Regions from separate parts of the Hordeum vulgare genome. Here regions 2, 3 and 4 are each linked to region 1. The links are chromatin contacts, called in public Hi-C maps. All regions are on one chromosome and are shown on one strand. Each heading gives the region's core, a stretch centred on a gene start, on an enhancer-like site or on the middle of the called end of the contact. The rest is flanking DNA. Distances are from core to core; before and after follow the strand shown. Region 1 has its middle 29 kb from the start of LOC123410155. Region 2 holds the start of LOC123407685 (probable aquaporin TIP2-2). Region 3 overlaps LOC123407080 (auxin-responsive protein IAA21-like). Region 4 has its middle 200 kb from the start of LOC123407080.

What was found. Hi-C and Micro-C count contacts between places; a contact is called where the count stands out from the background.
Region 2: a Hi-C map of leaf shows a contact between it and region 1, with 6 times the contacts expected there. The contact joins the promoter of LOC123407685 here to the enhancer-like site in region 1. A contact is called at or near these places in 3 of 6 Hi-C or Micro-C datasets (leaf and seedling).
Region 3: a Hi-C map of seedling shows a contact between it and region 1, with 4 times the contacts expected there. The contact joins two enhancer-like sites. A contact is called at or near these places in 2 of 6 Hi-C or Micro-C datasets (leaf and seedling).
Region 4: a contact with region 1 is called in a Hi-C map of seedling, with 7 times the contacts expected there. The contact joins two enhancer-like sites. A contact is called at or near these places in 3 of 6 Hi-C or Micro-C datasets (leaf and seedling).

Annotation. Positions count from the first base shown.
Region 1 is chr7H:470,886,811-470,891,464 of MorexV3_pseudomolecules_assembly, reverse strand. No RefSeq gene overlaps it. Among protein-coding and RNA genes, the nearest start is that of LOC123410155, 29 kb to the right of the region's middle. Within about 2 kb of position 2,589, at least 3 of the 3 cell types and tissues checked have open chromatin away from gene starts, as enhancers often do. A contact at or near this core is called in leaf and seedling, where this site is marked.
Region 2 is chr7H:471,340,189-471,344,922 of MorexV3_pseudomolecules_assembly, reverse strand. It overlaps LOC123407685 (probable aquaporin TIP2-2), which reads right to left and starts at 2,580. Exons shown (of 3, transcript XM_045100872.1): 1 at 2,378-2,580; 2 at 2,032-2,279; 3 at 1,302-1,939. The coding sequence starts at 2,507. The coding sequence ends at 1,571.
Region 3 is chr7H:470,598,564-470,603,261 of MorexV3_pseudomolecules_assembly, reverse strand. LOC123407080 (auxin-responsive protein IAA21-like) reads right to left here. Exons shown (of 5, transcript XM_045100120.1): 3 at 3,976-4,117; 4 at 3,202-3,263; 5 at 2,529-2,866. The coding sequence ends at 2,829. Among protein-coding and RNA genes, the nearest start is that of LOC123407080, 5.5 kb to the right of the region's middle. Within about 2 kb of position 2,126, at least 3 of the 3 cell types and tissues checked have open chromatin away from gene starts, as enhancers often do. A contact at or near this core is called in leaf and seedling, where this site is marked.
Region 4 is chr7H:470,390,607-470,395,058 of MorexV3_pseudomolecules_assembly, reverse strand. No RefSeq gene overlaps it. Among protein-coding and RNA genes, the nearest start is that of LOC123407080, 200 kb to the left of the region's middle. Within about 2 kb of position 2,433, at least 1 of the 3 cell types and tissues checked has open chromatin away from gene starts, as enhancers often do. A contact at or near this core is called in seedling, where this site is marked.

The DNA of each region.
Region 1 (4,654 bases), core at 1,340-3,839:
GAAGGAATTTTTCACTTCGTGTGTCACACAACAAAGCCAACCAACTGGGTGAATTTCTGCAAACCCCTTACAAGAAATAAAATAAAAAATAGATAAACTCTTCACTACATCTATACCTAATAATAAAGCGGCTATTGCTTTCGTCGGAAAACCCACCACGGTATTTTTATAATTTATAAAAAATCTCATGTAATTTTTGTTATTCAACCCGCGCTCCATCATTTATCTGCAACGCAAAAGGAAAAAACGATTCGCTGAAAAATTATACCCGTACGCATCGCCTCCTCCCATCGACCCTGGGCCACCCTGACCTGTGCCCAGGCCGCCGCCACACTGCTTGCCACCGCGTCCGACCTCAACCGCCATCGCTGCCGATCTCAACCCACCCGCCTCCGCGGATGTACCTCTCCCCGCTCATGGCCCCCGTTGCGGCGCTCGAGCGCATCGCGTCGACCCTGGTCCAGCCTGGCCTGTGCCCAGGCCGCTGCCTCACCACTCGCCGCCGCGGCTGACCTCAACCACCACTGTTGTTGATCTCAACCCACCTGCCTCCGCAGTCGTATCTCTGCCCGCTTGCTGCCCCCGTTTCGGCGCTCGAGCACAGGTTCTGGATGAAATCAATGCGACAGCTACAGCGACTTGGGATGATGCGTCTGCTCGATGCAGAACGGCGGCGGCGCGTGGATAAGGCGCGGCGGAGCGAAGTACTTGCAGGTGGAGGCGGGCCTCCATGCCTCACACGGGGAACTCCGAGGTTATGGCGCGGCAACGACGACTCCTTATGGCCAGATAGAGGTGCCTAACCCTCATCGTATCCCCTCCTCCGGCAGGAACTCATCATCTGGTGAGATCCCCTCCCCATGCCTCCAACCGTGTGCCAAGCATCGGCAAGAAATTTTATTTTATGGAAATTTGTTTGCTGATGAATGAATGTATTGAATGTAAGATTGCATTGTTGTAGAGAGAGAGAATGGAACACCACCTTTAGTTTGTCATCTGATCCCACATTCTCTATCCTATGAATGAAATAAGATAACAGTCCATTGATCAATTCACGTAGCCTCTTTGTTTTGCTTTGCTTGTCCCGCTCAATTTCTCATCATGGTGGAATTAACAATGGACGGGTTGATTTCTCAACAAAATAGGATAGGACTGACTACATTAGTTAATTAGCTTATTATTTTAATAAATCAAAATAATTATAAAAAAACTAAAACGTGTGGTATTTTTTCTTCCGTTGCAACGCACGGTCCCTTTTGCTAGTAATTAAAAAACTGAATAAACTCCTCAATACATAATTAAAAAACTGGATAAATCTCTCAGCCCCACTTAAGGGTGCTCCTATAGAGAACTCCTGTAAGGCGCCTTAAGCGCCCGAAAGAGCTACCTGGCGCCCGCGCGAACCACCTGATGGGCAGGCCCAGGAACCCGCGTCAAAGGCACCTATAATAGGTCGAAAACAACATAAAAAGTTAGACCATTGCCAAGATTTCAACTCAGGTCTTTAGGTACAAGAGAAGATCAACTAACCACTACAGCAACTAGAATATTGGGATCGCTAGTAGCTCCAACTTTATAAAAACAATGAGGCAGTGCTATTTCGTCTACGCTATCACTTAGTTTTTTTACGTAATTGAATAAAAAATATAAATTTAAAAATATTCATAATTTTCGAAGAAAAAATCACAAACTAGAAAAAAGTTAATCGAATTTGAGAAAATTTCATCAATTTCAAAAAAAGTTCATTGAATTTGAGAAAAGTTCATCAATTTCAAAAAAAACATCAAATTTGAGAAAAGTTTGTCAATTTTGACAACTATTCATCGAATTTGAAAAAAGCTCAGCGGATTTTAAAAAAATCATCAATTTTTTCAAAAAGTTCATTGAATCTGAAAAAAGATCATCAATTTGAAAAAAGTTCAGCGGATTTCAAATAAAAGTTCATCGATTTTTAAGAAATGTTCATCGAATCTGAAAAAAGTTCATCAATTTGAAAAAGTTAAGTGGATTTTTAGAAAAGTTCATCAACTTTTCTAAAAATTTCAACAAATTTTCAGAAAAAGTTCATTGGAATTTTGAAAAAGTTCATCAAGATTGAAAATAGTTCACCATTTGAAAAAAAGTTCTCAAATTTGAAGGAAAAATCATCCATTTTGAAAAATGTTCATCAGTTTGTTTTTAAAGTTCATTGTATTTGAAAATGTTCATCAAATTTGGAAACAAAGTTTATGAAATTTGAAAAAAGTTCTATGAATTAAGAAAAAGTTTGCCAATTTTTAAAAATTGTTGATGGATTAAAAAAATAAACGACTAATAAAGAAGGAAAATTCAAAAGAAAATAAAACGAAAACAGAAAACAGAAAAAAGTAAAAAGGAAAATGAAGAAACAAGAAAACGGAAGAAACGATGATAAGGAAAACAATGACGCATCTAAGCATCCGCACTGGACCAGGAGCTCCTTGGTTCGAATCTTACCACGTTCTAATTTTTGAATGGACATGCGAATGTAAGTGGGCTGAGGCCAGTTAGCGTGGCTACAGGCGCGTAAAGCGCTGAATAGCAAAGAAACCGACGCGTGCAGCGCTGAATAGGAAATGTCGCTCCTATATGGTGCTGCACGCACCCATTCAGGCGCCCCATGCTGGGCCGGCCCAATAAAAAGGTGGTCGCTCGATCCCATATATCAGTTATTGAATTTCTAAAATATCAAATTATCGCGGTTGATCAATTGGTCAACCGTTACCTTTTAAATTATTATTTCAAAATTATGTAAATAAAAAATATTCATGCAACTAAAAGAAATATCTTCAATATGAACATTAGTTCACAAAAATATGAAAATTCGTCAAATATTTCGGAAAAAATGTTTAACCATTCGAAAAAGTTGTTCAGAAAAACAGAAACAGAAACATGCTTATTGAATTTGAAAAGCAGTCATCAAATTTGACCCAAAAAATCACTACATTCTGAAAAAAATTATCAAATTTGAAGAAAATGTCATAAAGTTTGGAAAACGTCCATAGAATATACAAAAAAAAGGTCACCGAATTTACAAAGAAATATCAATTTTTCAAAAGTTCACTAAATTCGAAAACAATTCATAAAAAATAAAAAATAAATCATATATGTTTCGAAAAAGTTCGTTGAATTCAAAAAAAGTTCACAAATTTTTAAAAGTGTCATCAATTTTTAAAAGAGTACATTCATTTCAAAAACAAATCATCAAATTTGAAAAAAGTTCATCAATAATTAGAAAAGTTCATTAGTCATCAAAAAAGTTCATACAATTTCAATAAAAAATTGGTAAAATTTTGCAAAAGTTCATTGATTTTGAAAAATGCTTGTTCGTTTGTAAAATATAAATAAAAAAAGGTTGTGATTTCTTTTAAATGGAAATTTATATTAAAAGCGAAATGGAAACAAAAAGTAATAAAAAGAGTAAAGAAAAGAAACAAAAAAGGAAAAAGAGAAAAACCATTCCTGAAAAAACCTAAATAAAAATAATACATCTAGGAAGGTTCCAGAAGTTTCACAAAAACGAAAAACTTCCATATTTACATGGGCCAACCCATGACCGAACGCTGCAGGCGAAGGTTAAAAAAATGCATATTACTCGACGCCTGCAGTGCCTAATAAGATATACCCTGACTTACGGAAATTCCTATTTGATACTCTCAGAGTCGCCGTGTCGAGGCTTCGCACTGGGCACCCAGCCATCATTTGGTAATGGGCCGGACCTTAGAGGTTTTTAATCGGTTTTTTCCAGTTTTGGGAACTTTCTAGAAGATTTCCTAAACTGGTTAATCTTTTCTTTTTCTGTTTATTTTTTTTATTTCTGTCTTATAAATGTTCTGGATTTTTGAAAAAATGTTCTAAAATTTGAAAAAATCTTTAGGAATTTTAAAACAATGTTTTCGAATTTGAATTGTTTTTGGAAATTCGAAAAATGTTCCACAATTTAAGAAATGTTTAGAAATTTAAGGAATGTTGCAGAATTCGAAAAAATGTTTGGATTTGAAATAATGTTCCAGAATTTAGAAAATGTTCCGAAATTTAAAAAAATACTTCCAATTTTTCAAAAAAATGGTTCGAAAATATGAAAAATGTTTTGGAATTTGAAAAATGTGAATTCTTGGAGCGCAATGTGAATTTTGCTCCGGTTTTGGGAAGCTTGGGGAAGATCCAAGACCGTTTAATTTCATTTTTATTTTTTGTTGTGGTTTTTATCTAGACCGTCTTTTCATTATTTTCTTTACTGTTACTATTTTTATTTTTATTTTCATTTTTTCACTTTTTCATAATGGATGAACTTTTTCAAAAGCATTGAGCATTTATTCAAATCAAATATTTTTACTAATTGATGAACTCTCAAAATTCTAATGAACATTTTTTCCAAAATCGATTAATTTTTTTATGTTGAATGAAAATTTCTGAATTAAATTAACTTTTTCAAACATTATGAAATTCTTTTTAAAATCGATGAGACTTCCTAAGTTTTTGTAAAAAGTTTTACAAATTCGATGAACTTTTTTCAAATTCATTTCTTTTTTAAATTCATGAACTTTTTTGCAGTCACTTCTTTTTGGGCTGGCCTTAGCCTACGAGTGGGGCGCATGGGTGCCAACAACCACAACCTGCGCTTAAGGTGCCCTAT
Region 2 (4,734 bases), core at 1,331-3,830, 450 kb before region 1:
ATATCATAGTGTGTGGAAAAAATGTATAAGGTGTATGGAAACAAGTAGACATAAAAAAATGTTGATCATGCATTTGAAAAATGTTAAATCGTGTATATTAAAATGTTCCGTGTGTATAACAAAAATGTACACGTGTATGAAAAAAAGTTTACATTAAAAGCAATGTCTGGAAAAAATGTGAGTCATGTACATGAAATATGTTAAAGGCATATACCAAAGTGTTTTATATGTAAACCAAAATTGTATAATGTGTACGAAAAAGAAAATATGCATCAAGACATATATTTGTAACGTGTTAATCACGTATTTAGAAAATGTTCAAACTATACACAAAAAAATGTTTTTGATGTATACGAAATATGTTAATCATGTATTGAAAACCCCCAGTTAAAACCTTGAAGAATGAACAACAAAAATGACAAAACAATGAACACTGAGAAAGATACAAAAAAGGAGTACAAAAAGGAAAAGGAAAAAGAAGAAAACCAATACAAAGGAATGGAAACAATGAAACTAACAAAAACGAAGAAAAGGAAAAGAAAATATAAAAAACTCAGTGAAAACTAAGAAAGAAACAAAGAAACCAAAGAAAATAGACAAAAAAAAACTATGAAAACCAAGAAAGAAACAAAAAAATTGATGAAAAAACAAAGAAAACGTGGGGAAATGAAAAATACCTGGGGAAGAAACAAAGAAACCCGAAAGAAAAAAATTGCAACAACGAGCGATGATCGTGAATGAGAGGTAGAAATGTGCCAACTCAGTACGCTCGGTACTATAAACCACACGAAAATATCCACACGAGACTGGAGTTACTCTCGCTATTAGCGATATATAGTTGTTGCATACTCTAGAGGTGTCATGGTCTGCAATCCGAGGAAATGAGGGACACACCATTCACTTTCCGTGTGTGTGTCATATCCCTCTTTCCGAAAACCCGAATCCACCCTAAAAAACCAAGAATTCGCCTATCCTCTATGCAAATTCGTGTTACTGTAACTGGGTGTCCTTCATTTTGTTGCGGGAGAATGTGACACTACACTGGGCTAGTTGTTCTTATCAGATGATTAATGATAGAGAAGAGCTAGGCATGAACTTCTTGCTGTGGTTTCTCATTCATGTCTGAAGAATTTTTTTAATAATATCTAAAGGAAAAATCACTAGAACGCAGTATCGTGATGAAAAAAAAAATGTACTGGAGTAGTTCTAGATCGATATACCGGCGATAACTCATAACTCAAACAGAGAAAATTCGAGAAAAAAATATCACAAACAGAAAAGGATCACAACTTGGCCTTGAATGCACTAAACAGTGATGTTCTTATTGAATCGCATAAGGAAACTCAACTGAAGAATTCTCAAACCCCAACAACTTCACAACATCACATTATATTACAGATAGAGAAGCATGCATCATCCAAGTGCTACAACTTTACTGGGCTTCGATCTGAACCAAACAACATGACGTTCTTCACATCATCGAGACATTCTGACCACCACGCACGCACTTTTTTATGTTGCCGAAGGCATCATGGAAACCAAACACCGAACGACCCTTCACATGGATGGCTTAGTAGTCGTTGCTGGCGACGGGGGTGTGGTTGTCGCACATGTACAGGTACCGGTAGACGATGCCGGCGAGGCCACCGCCGATGAGCGGGCCGGCCCAGTAGATCCAGATATTGGTGAAGTCGCCGCTGGCAACGGCGGGGCCGAATGAGCGTGCAGGGTTCATGGAACCGCCGGAGAAGGGGCCGGCAACGAGGATGTTGGCCCCGACGATGAAGCCGATGGCGATGGGGGCGATGGTGCCGAGGGATCCCTTCTTGGGGTCGGCGGCGGTGGCGTACACGGTGTAGACGAGCCCGAAGGTGACGATGATCTCCATCACCACGCCCTCAAAAGCGCCCACGCCGGAAAGCCCGTGTGTAGGGGTCGCCTATGGAAGAAAACGGTCCCCATCAGTGTCATCCTCTTTCGTGCTCCTCCGGCCGGAAAGCGCACCAATATATATGGGCTGAGGATACGTACCACGCCGGTGCAGAACTGGACGAGGAAGGCGCCGACGATGGCACCGAGGAGCTGCGCAACCCAGTAGAAGAGGCCGGTGAGGATGGTGATCTGACCGCCGAGCGCGAGGCCGAAGGTGACGGCAGGGTTCACGTGGCCGCCGGAGATGTTGGCGCCGATGGCAACCGCGACGAACAGCCCGAACCCGTGGCAGATCGCCACGGCAATCAGCCCGGATGGGTCAAGGGGCGCGCCGCCGCTCACCTTGGCTGCAATTTTTACCTTTTCGTTAGCACCCAGTAATCGTCATCGTCAAGTTTAGCCATACGAGCAGAGCATGCATGTGCGGTAATTGAACAGAACTTACTGTAGGCAATGGCAGAGCCGACGCCGGCGAAGACGAAGATGAGGGTGGAGATGAACTCGGCGACGTAGGCCTTCAGAGAGGCCACGCTGAAGGAGTCATCGAAGCGACCGAAGGCGATGGAGCCTGGCATGGTGGCTAGAATGGCCGGAAAACCAAGCTGGGAGGATGAGAGATGAAATGTTGTCGCTGAGAATACGGATCAGAGACATGGCCCGTGAGCTCTTATAGATGGGCTGAGCGGCTCTTCAGTTTGAAATAATAATAAATGTATGCCTATTTTTGGTGTTAGGCTCATGTATAACATAGATCAAATTTGATATTATTTTTGACTAAATAGATCAAATATAAACTTTGTGCATGTCACTAGGGATACTTAGGCCCTGTTTGGAACCATAATAAATTATGATAATCTGAATTATGAACATAGATTATATAATCTGGTTTATAAAAATAATCCAGATGGGCATGTTTGGAGGCTAGATTATATAAACTATAAACCAGCTTTTAAATTGTACAATGACATGTTTGCCCTCTGTTTACAAGGAAAAATAGGAAAGTGGCGGTGGCACTGCGTAATTCTCTTGAAGTTTACAAGGGTAACACGTCATTTGTAATTCATAATCTCATTTTAGCTGGGGTAGAGCAGATTATGAGATTATAATAATCTGGTCATCTAGTTTATAAAATCTACAATATAAACTGTCATGTTTGAAAATACAATAGATTATAAAAACCAGATTATATAATCTGGGTGGTTCCAAACAGGGCCTTAGGGCATCTCTAGCCTATCTCTAAAAATCGGCCACATGAGTAAATGTTTAAGTCCAAACTAGCCGCCCCCTCCCCCCCCTCCCGCCTCTGCCCCCCTCCTTCGGCGGCATCCACTCCAACGCTGTCGAAATCCACTACTTACCCACCCCCTCCTCCCCACGCGCGGGCCTTTTCGCCCGCACTGTGACCACCCTCGTACCCCCGGTGGCTTTTTCAACCGGTCGATGGCACCCAGAATGGTGGGATCTAGCCATCATAGGTCACCACCGCCAATTCAACGCACGAGTCCATGCCGTGCAACCGACCTGAGCCCACGCCCCTCACTCCTTCACCAACCTTCTCCTGCCATCGAAGAGGAAATACCATGACGTGTGACAACGACCGTGTAGAACACGGATTTCAGTAATAAAGGACTATGATATTGGCTACCAATACAGGATTGGATCCTTCATGTTGTTGGAGCTAGCAGCGCGGGGTACGACATGTAGGTGGTGAGCCTCTATGACAGTTGGGTGAAGAACAACTTCCCATTCCGCTACCGCAAGGTCCCTGCGTTTGTCGACATGATCCTCCCCCTCCCAGTGGTTTACCCGACGCGGGGAGTGGGAGAACCAGGAGGCCTTTAGATAGCTCAAAGCGGCATGAGCCAACGATCAGTACATGGCCGAACTATGTTATTTGTATCCACAAGTCATCTCCGAGGAGCGCTGATAGCTCGAGATATACAAGAAGAGGGCTACCGATGAGTATTAGAGCATATTTGTCCATATGTGGTTTTGATAATTGATGACAATCCCTATGGACTAATGGTTTCCTTAAGTTCTATTCGACGGATTTGTCCATAGGCACTTCTTGAAGTCCATCTATTGGTTTCAAGGAGTTTATATGATGACCAAGGTGGTATTCAAGATATTATCCAAATATTGGTCATAAAGACACAAGGTTGATGAAGACTAAGCAAAGAGTAAATCAAGATGATCAACGCACAAAGTGTATAAGATGTACCGAGAGGGATCAAGTGATCCCATGGTATGGTAAGCATTGTCCATAACTCTTTTGTGTACTAACCCATTGTCTTCGTGAGACTTCTATGTGGGGTTAGGTGTGTTTCCATGGGTTTGCGTCAAGAGGAATATCTCATTCAACCTATGAAGGATGACATCAAGTGGTGATTGTCATCAAGATTGTGGTGTGCAAGTTCAAGTGGAGCATCACGAAGATATCATGCTTGAAGCTTCCGTCCATTGTGGTGGCAATGGACTTGTGAAGATGTGCTGAAGAGTGGCTCACCCATAGTAAGTATGGGGGAGCAATCAACTGGTCTTCATCAAACCAACGCAATCAAGAAAGGTTGTCCATCTTGAGGAAGCCAAGATCATCCATCTAGCTCAAGAGGACTAGGTGCAAGGTTGTCAGAATCGCGATTTTGAATCGGATCGGAGCTGCGACAACAGGATCGCAAATCGTAGAATCTTCACTATCACGATCGTAAAAACGTAGATTCTATGAACCAAAATCATAGAATCAGAGGGGCTTGTTTGGATCGTAAAGTCGTAGAATCGCACATCAGAATCGCGATTCTGTCA
Region 3 (4,698 bases), core at 877-3,376, 290 kb after region 1:
CGAACTTAACGAGCTTCAAACGAACCTACGTAGGGATTTATGTTTGTTAATCTTAACGAGCTTAACGAGTCAAGCCTAATGAGTACGAGTTTAACGAGCCGAGCAACTCGTTAATCCACCCCTAGCGTGCATCATGTTGTGGCTGTGCACACTGTTGAAGGGGAATAGAGGGATTGATGAAATAGTTGTTGTATTGCGTCTCATGAACATATATATAAGAGTACAATGATCAAATAGGAGTACAAGGTAAGGTAGGACAAATCCTAATCTATCTCATATTTCCATACTCAACATCCCCCCCCTCCCCCAGTCACAACGGTAGCGACGCAGACGGTGAGACTGGAAAAGAATCTGAAGGTAAGCCGACAGATATCCTCCACGGTCGTAACGGTCGATGCATCACGGAAGTTGTGGATGGAGTGAAAACCAACGAGGTTACTCAAGCAAGGCGCTAGCCCTTTGTGCCGACGTCGAGGTAGCCGAGAGCATAGGATGATGTATCCGTGATCGAGGTAGCCACGTGAAGAACGCCGTGGTTGATGTTGAATCGGGGTAGCCGACGTCGAGGGAGTCGCCGTGGAGCCACGGGCGTAAGGAGACGCCGAGTCAGTCATGAACACAATTTTGTCAAAGTAGTGATGTCTCGGAAAGGAGAAGTAGTTGACGACGCGCTAATCCACCCCTGGTCATCATGCTGTGGCTGCGCGCACGACCAACGTACAAGGCATGTGTGTTGATTGCACGCACGCACGCACGCAAGCTGTGGTCGTCCACCGATGGGCTTTGGTTGCTTGGACACCAACAAAAGCAGCGCGGAGAGAGGCCGGGGGAGGCAGGCAGATTGCACACACGCCGCAGATGTTCGCGGAGAGACACACACGGCGGCATCGGCCGATGATGATGCAGATGTTCTCCCCCGCCATCACTGCATCGGCCGCGGCTAAAGCAGAGGATCATTGCACCTGTTACGAACAAAGCTGGCCACAACAAGCACCTCAAACCCGCCCACGAAAACCGCGGCTTGCATGCTCGCACAGTCACATGGCATGTCATGAACGCGTACGGCGCGGCTGACGGAGAAGAAAACCGGGTCTGAAGTGCATTTTTTTGGGGGGTTTCGTTTCTGTTCAGGAGATTGCGATGGAGCGATCTGAGCATGCACCTTGTGCTTCCTGACACGACCACACGAGATCGGATCAGCGTGAGCAGGGACGAGCAGCTCACGTTACACGTTGCACAAATTGTTCAGCGAGGCTGCTGGAGGAAATGGGCTAGCTAGTACTCTCTACTGTCTACGCTCTAGTGGCAGCAACGAACATAAAAAGCGGGCAGCAGACAAAGCGCAGGCCGATGGAGGACCAGCCAAGCCAGCCAAAAGGCGAAGGCGAGTGCGATGGGCCGAGCTGGGCAACCACCCGCGCAGTTGCTGAGGAATCAGAACAAACCACGGCTTCTATCCACTCCAGTAACCCACACCACACCACACCACAACGCTGGCTTAGCTTAGCTTAGCTAGCTAGAGGAGGGAGATATCATTCCCAGCCTAGATTACCCCTACCCTGGCCTAGCCCAGCCTAGCCCAGGCAAGGTCAATTATGCCGACGCAAGGTTCCCGCACGATCAATTAGGCCAATGGCAGCATCAACGTGCATGCAATGCAACAAGCATGACAGAGAAGAAGCAGACATCAAGCATAAGCATCGCATCTCCTGTTTCCCGGAGTGAAAGGGCACGCAACTACAGTACGACGCGTCCATGTATCCATCATCAAGCAACACCCCATGGAACGGAAAGGAGCAATATTCCAGTGCGCCACAACATAATTGGTCACACGCCCGCTGCTAATAAGTAATAAACCAAACCCCACAGCTGCTAATTAAGATGAGCATGAGCCAGGCACCATAACAAAGCATAATCAACTGAAAATTAAAATTGGGGAAAAAAGCCTAAATTCGCGGCAATCTCGACGCTTTAGCTTCCGCTCCGTCTTCTTTCCCTCATGATGATGGGTGAAAACGAATGATTGCGAGGAAGCCTCTCCCGCCTTTACGTGGACAACATGATGGCGCCAGGAAAAGGATAACAACAACAACAACACCAACGCCCATGGCCATGGCCGGCCATGGAAGGGGAGGCCCGCACTACTAACCAAAGCACTGATTGAATTCACCTTGCAGCGCATGAAGATACATACAGTTACAGAGGAAGAGAAGACCACACGCCAAAAGGAATCTGGACCAGCTACCACTGCTGCTGCTTGCTCCGGCTGGGTTTTCATTCCGATGTACAGCGGCAGTTACTAACCGAGGCAAGCAAGTGCAGTTCCCTTGTGGAACAGAAACAGAAACAGAAACAGGAGAAGATTATGACGGCCTGATGTGATCTTCCAACCACCAGACAACCGAGAATCATCGGCTTTTCGACGGTTCTGCGTGCACAAAATGACCATTCCAGCAACCAAAGAGTGCTCCGGAAATGATCACAGGTGAAAGCAACGTTGTTCTCATGGCTCGCCAAACACACAGATGGATGCAAGCAGACAGCCCGAACTCCAGAAAGCACGAGTTTGAGGTACAAGCATAGCACACCGATTTACAGCGGAAACTACATACAACACACGCGACCGAATCAAAGTAAAGTAGTGTAGTAGATACACACACACATCAACTTACACGATCTAACATGCTTGTTCCGAACGAACACAGATAGATAGAAGGAAATAATAAAGAGAATACACGTAGGTTATATATAAATCCCTTTCTCACACATAAGGTCCATCACCCTTGTACGATGCGACCGCAGGAAACAGATCGGGTTCGTCGTTTTTGCTACTTCTCGTTCTTGCTCTTCTCGGTGGCCCTCGGAGCTGAAAAACACAAATAATTTCTCATGTTACAAGTTTGGTGAATTAAGCAAAAACAATTAGTCATGCTAACAGTGGTAAATATAGAAGACAATGTTTCCTCATATACAAGCACCCCGTGCGTGCCATATGCCCAGATCCATTACGAAACATAGATATTTAGGTCCCACAGTTAATAATACCTAACCTACTTCATCCAAATTTATCTTTATCCTTCTAGCAGTATATAGAATCAAGCACTGCAAACAGTAGATTCTCTGCCAGCCTTCCATTCCATGGGAAAACTCATGAACACAGGCAACGATTTTGTATTCTACCACATATTTTTCAGTGCTTACCAAGGCCCACTGCATCTGACCCCTTCATGATCCTCATCCTCCTGCAGCTGTCTGTGAACATCCTGTGATACAGCAAAATGAATATGTTACCGGTCAGGTGGCTTTTTTATGGAGAAAATGAATTCTGGATCAAGCTCCGGAACTCATTGGATATGCAAAATCTTGGCGGGCCAGGCATTGCAATGACGTGGGAGACTAATATGGAAAATAAGCTAAAACAACATGGCTGGATGGAATCAAGAACTGATTCTCTTAACATTTTTTCAGTCTCACAAAACTTGTACAAATCAAGAACCCACTGGAATGTCTAAAATTGTTTCCTGTTCGACCCTTTAATGACCGCTTAGGGTTGAGTCCTTGTATGGGGCTGCCATTCTCTTTCGCGTGCGAATGTGAAAAATGATCCCCCCTCCCCAATCTTGAAAAAAGTGCACCATTCCCATTTTTTCTACAAAATTATTTCATATGTTGAGCAAAAGAAATTAGCAAATCTTCACTAGGAGGGAGATATGAATTTTCAGTAACCATCTAAATCAATAGCCCCAGATGAGACTTTAAAGTAGTAAATCAAATGTATTACCGTATTAAACTTTGTCACTTCATAAAAATACTTAAGACACAATGGACAAGGGTGTATGCATATGAAGAATATAGGAAGTGCAAAAAAAATCGCTAATCAGATGATTGCAAATACAGACGAAAATCATCAATATTGCTGCGGATTATGTATTGCTAGTACATAATTTATGTATATCCATATTACTCAAAACTCACCGCCATGGAACATCTCCAACCAACATCCAATCACCATCCTTATCCTCATAAGTGAGGACAAGTTCAGTCCCGCTTTTAAGATCCATCAGTCGGCAATCAGATAGTCCGTCTCTTCCTGATTTTTCAGTCGATTCACCATGACCTGCAGAAACCAGGAACACATGGTATGCAAGTAAAGCCCTCTCAAAGAACATTTGCAAAAGAGTAATACTGAAATTAGCATTCATGGGAACATATCTGTGAAAACTGAAAAGAAGTCCAACTAAGGCTTCTAATGACATGGGACAATAGTGTTATTACCATGCGAACTCATTTCTACAGACCTCACAGGTAAAATCAATGATGTTTCTAAGACTGAAGTCAGCACAAACTATGTTATGTAATCCTGACGACATTTGAACAATTATCAGGGCTCAAAATTAACTTTAACAAAAGCGAAATCTTATGCTTTGGAAAGGCAAAAGAAGAGCAACACGCGTATAGACAGCTATTTGGTTGTGAACTAGGATCACTTCCGTTTAGCTACCTCGGAATACCTATTCATCATAGGCGTCTCACAAATAAAGAATGGAAATGTATCGAAGAAAGAATTGAGAAAAAATTAAGCTGCTGGAAGGGCAAACTAATGTCATATGGAGGGAGGCTTGTCTTAATTAACTCGGTGTTAACAAGCTTACCTATGTTTCTATTGTCTTTCTTTGAAATACCAGTAGGGGTACGAAA
Region 4 (4,452 bases), core at 1,184-3,683, 500 kb after region 1:
GAGTCCGAGGTGGTAGGAGTTCTTCGGAGAGGAATCAAACAATAGTGATTTCCCCCCGAAAAGTTTGTGAGGGTTTGTAGGCCACGTCAAGGCCTACCACTAGTGGTTGATAAACGCCTTCGTGGTGTTGTCTCAAGGAGAGAATAGAGTGAGCCTTTGTGGCAATGGTGTGCCTTCGTGGTAACATCCACCTCTATAAACGACGATGTAGCTTCTCTCCAAGGAAGTGAACACCGGGATACATCCTCGTCCCTCGGAGTTGCATTTATTCCTAACCCTAGATCCTTACTTGTGGGTACTTGTCTTCTTACCTGTTTAACTTGTTTTCATATTAAGGTTTGTTTATAGGTGCTTAACTTGTTTTCATATTATTACTTGACAATGGCAATTTTTAGTAATTAATCATGAAAATTTTAATGCATGGATGATGGCAATTCTTTACTATCAATCGTAAATTACATTTAAAGGTAGAAAAAAAATATTTGAAACATATTATGGCAACTTCAGTATAAACACCATGGCAATTCATGTGTAATAGACATGACAACTTTTAACCCAAATAAAAAGCCGTAGAAACATATTGATATGAGATCTAGTTTTGAAGATCTCGCCGCGATGGATTTAATGACGAAAATGATCTTCAATCGAATTTTTTATTTAAGAGATAAAATATTTTGAAAACATGAAATTAAAAAAATACCCACATGCACGCATGCGGTGACACGGCTCAATCTGTGTGTTATACACATATGGACGAATGTTGCTCCCACCATACGTGTGGACGTTATCGCGACCCATTAAAATTTTGATGACATGATAAAAACTAAAATAAAAAAAGAAAGGAGAGAAAAAAATATAAAAAGTCCAGAAAAGACAGGAAAAGGCAAAAAATGGGCCGGAAAGGTTCTAGACAGCAATACCGTCCGTAAAATGCTAGTCGGCCCGTCCCAAAAAATGTACTTGAGGGGAGCTCCTACCTACCGCATTGTGCGGCAGAGAACGCTGCCACGCACAGGGGTAGGCCCCAACTGGCCCAGCCAAGTTTTCTTTTCGTTTCAAAAATCTATTATTTTTTTACTTTTTCTGTTTATTTTTTCCTTTTCTGCAATTTTTTTCCTTTTTCCGTTTTTGGTTCGTTTTGTTCCTTTTTGTATTTAAAGCAAAAGCATTTTTTCAATTTGAAGAACATTTTCTGAAAACCAGAGCAGTTTTAGAATTTATGAACCAAGTTTGAATAATAATATTTTTTTATTTTTTTTTGATTTTTCTTATAAACAAAGAACATTCGAAATTTACGAAAACTTTTAAATAACCAATATTTTTTGAATCTTGAGAGCAAAATTTGAAGCCAAGAACAATTTTTAAAATTTGGATTTTTTCAAAAAGAAAGAACATTCGAAATTTAAAAAAACTTTGAAAGCACGAATATTTTTTATATCTTGCGAAAAAGAATTGAAACGGAGAAAATTTTGAAAAACACCAAACAAATTTGAAAGCGTGAACAAATTTTTGAAGCACAAACATTACATGAATCTTGAGAACAAATTTTGAAACCGAGAACAATTTTGGAAAACCCTGAACAAATTTCGAAACACGAACAATTTTTTAAAACACGAACATTTCTTGAATCTGGAGAACAAAATTTTGAAAACGAGAACAATTTTGAAAAACCCCCAATCAATTTGAAATCGCATTTTTTTAAAGCACAGACATTTATTGAAACTTGAGAACAAATTTGGAATAGGAGAACAATTTAGAAAAATCCTGAACAAATTTGGTAGCGCGAACAAGTTTTAAAAGCAGGGGCATTTTTTGAATCTTGAGAACGAAACTTCTAATAGTGAATTTTTTTTTAAAAAGCCCGAAGAAATTTGGAAATGCGAACAATTTATGAAATCACAAACATTTTTTGAATCTTGGGAACAAATTTTAAAACCTAGAACAATTTTGAAAATTGCTGAACAAATTTGGAAACGCAAACAATTTTTTAAAGAACGAACATTTTTCAATCTTAAGAACAAATTTTGAAACCAAGAATAAATTTGAATCTTAAGAACAAAACTTGAAACCGCGATCAGTTTTTGGAAAATACATAACATAATGTAAAATTTAAGGCATTTAAAAAATTTTAGAAATGTTTTTGAAAATCCAAAAACATTTTTTGAAATCTAAAACAATTTTTGAAACACAAACAGAAAAGAAAAAAAGCAGAAAATGATTAAAAAAAAAAGAGAAACAAACCAGTTTATGAAAACTTCTAGAAATTTTCCAAAAAACAGAAAAAAAGGCTGGAAGGTTCCCAAAACCGGAGCGCTTCAACCCAATAAATGGACCAGCCCATTTAAAATCGCTTACTTTCCCGCTGTGTGCGAAGCCACGACCCAGCTTCACAGAGAGTGACGAATAGGATATTCCAACTAGGTGTGCGATCCCGCACGCTGAATAGGTTGGTTAAAACTTATATGACTTCATGCGAGACCGAACATAGGTGTCGACTGAAGGAGTGCCTCCCACCCATTAGTATTGGGCTAACTCAACTTCCTAGTTGGTTAGTTTTTACTTTATGTTTTTCTATTCAATCATATGCTTGATCTTTTACTTTAGTTTATGTTTAAAAAACCCTCCAAATACATCTATTTCAATACTTAAAACCACAAACTTCAAAAATATGAAAGCAGTGTTAAAATTTTGTTAATGAAATTTACGAAAATGTTGGTGACATCATAAAAATGGTTGTGACATTTCGAAAAATATTAAGCGTTTCAAAAAGTATACGTGGCATTTGAAAAAGTATATATGCTATAAATAATGTTTTTTTGACAGAAAGACTTTATGGGAGTCCCCTACAGTATAATTGGTCTACTAAACCCAGATTTCAAGTACCATGTCTTTAACTTGGATAGGTGGGAATGCATCATCCGCTTTCCACAACTAGGCTATGGCTTAGTCTCTAATGTTAATAATCCTTCGTGTAGTTTTAAAAAAGGTTTTATATTGTTAAAAGCAAAGTTTCAACGTGTGCTTGAAAACAAAATGTTTAAAACTTATTACAATAAATTTCAAACCATTTGTTTTCAAAATTGTTAATTATTTATTTGGAAAATGTTAAACATATATTAAAATTGGTTTAGATGCATAAATAAATGTACATTGTGGATGAAAGTGGTAGTAAAACATATATTTGAAAAACATGTTGATCATGTATTTGAATATGTGAAATGAACATGAAAATTTTCCCGATCTACAAAAAAAGTGTAAATTATGTATAAAAAAAGTTAAACACGTATTGAATAAAAACTGAAGAAAACCAAAGGAAAACTTAAATGGAAGAGGGAAAAAGTAAAGAAAAACCTGATGCCAAATAGTGAAAAATAGATTAGACTACCAAAAAATTCAAGTGCAGCTACCATATCCTTCCGGTGAGACGTGTTAGGACCCTGATGCCAAATAGGAATCAGTGCAGCTACCTCCTGCTATGGGAGCTCCTAGTCGGCGCCTTAAGAGCCGGCTAGGAGAACCAGCGCCTATAGGCCCTACAAAATGGGCCGTTCCAATGCTGATTTTTCTGCAAGAAAAAACAAAAATGAATAAAAATGAACACAAAAAGTTCATAAAAGCGAAAATGGTTCATAAATTTCGTAATAAAAGTCCATCAATTTGAAAAAATTCACTGTGCTCCAAAAAAAGTTCACAATTTTTAAAAACTTCACATATTTTTAAGTTTAGTTCATGAATTGAAAAATATTTTCAAAAAAATTTCGTCGAACTGAAAAAAAGTTCACAAACCGTAAAGCAAATCATCAATTTTTTAAAAAGTTCATGCATTTAAAAAAAATCATGAAATTTCAAAAACAAATCTTAAAAAGTTGGAAAAAGTTCACCAATATTCAAAAAAGTTCATGAATTTTGAAAACTAATTCATGAATTTGGAAAACAATTAATAAAAACAAGGCTACACTTTTTCGAAAAAAAAGGAAAATTTAAATGGAAAAAATAATAAAAAGAGTAAATAAAAGAAACAAGAAAAAAATGAAAACTAAAGAAAACAAGTCTTAAAATAAATGAAAAAATTCCTGTAAAACTGTCCTCACACTGGGCCGGCCCATGGCCGGCGCAGCAGGCGCCGGTCAAGAAAAATGCACTTTAACCGGCGCCTGCAGCGACAAATAGGATTTGCCTCCTCCTATTCCCGTGGGTTGTGATATACTCCCTCCGTCCGAAAATACTTATCACAGTAATGGATGCATCTAGATGTATTTTAGTTCTAGATACATCTATTTTATAAATTTGTGCGACAAGTAATTCCGGACGGAGGGAGTATAACGCACATCAGCGGTACAAAGTGGGTTGTTTCGGTTTTTTCTGCTCGCCTTTTTTTTGCTCGCCTTTTTTTTGCTCGCTCAAATTCAACAATAAACAAGGGGAAAATTTAAAAAATGTTCATGAAATAAA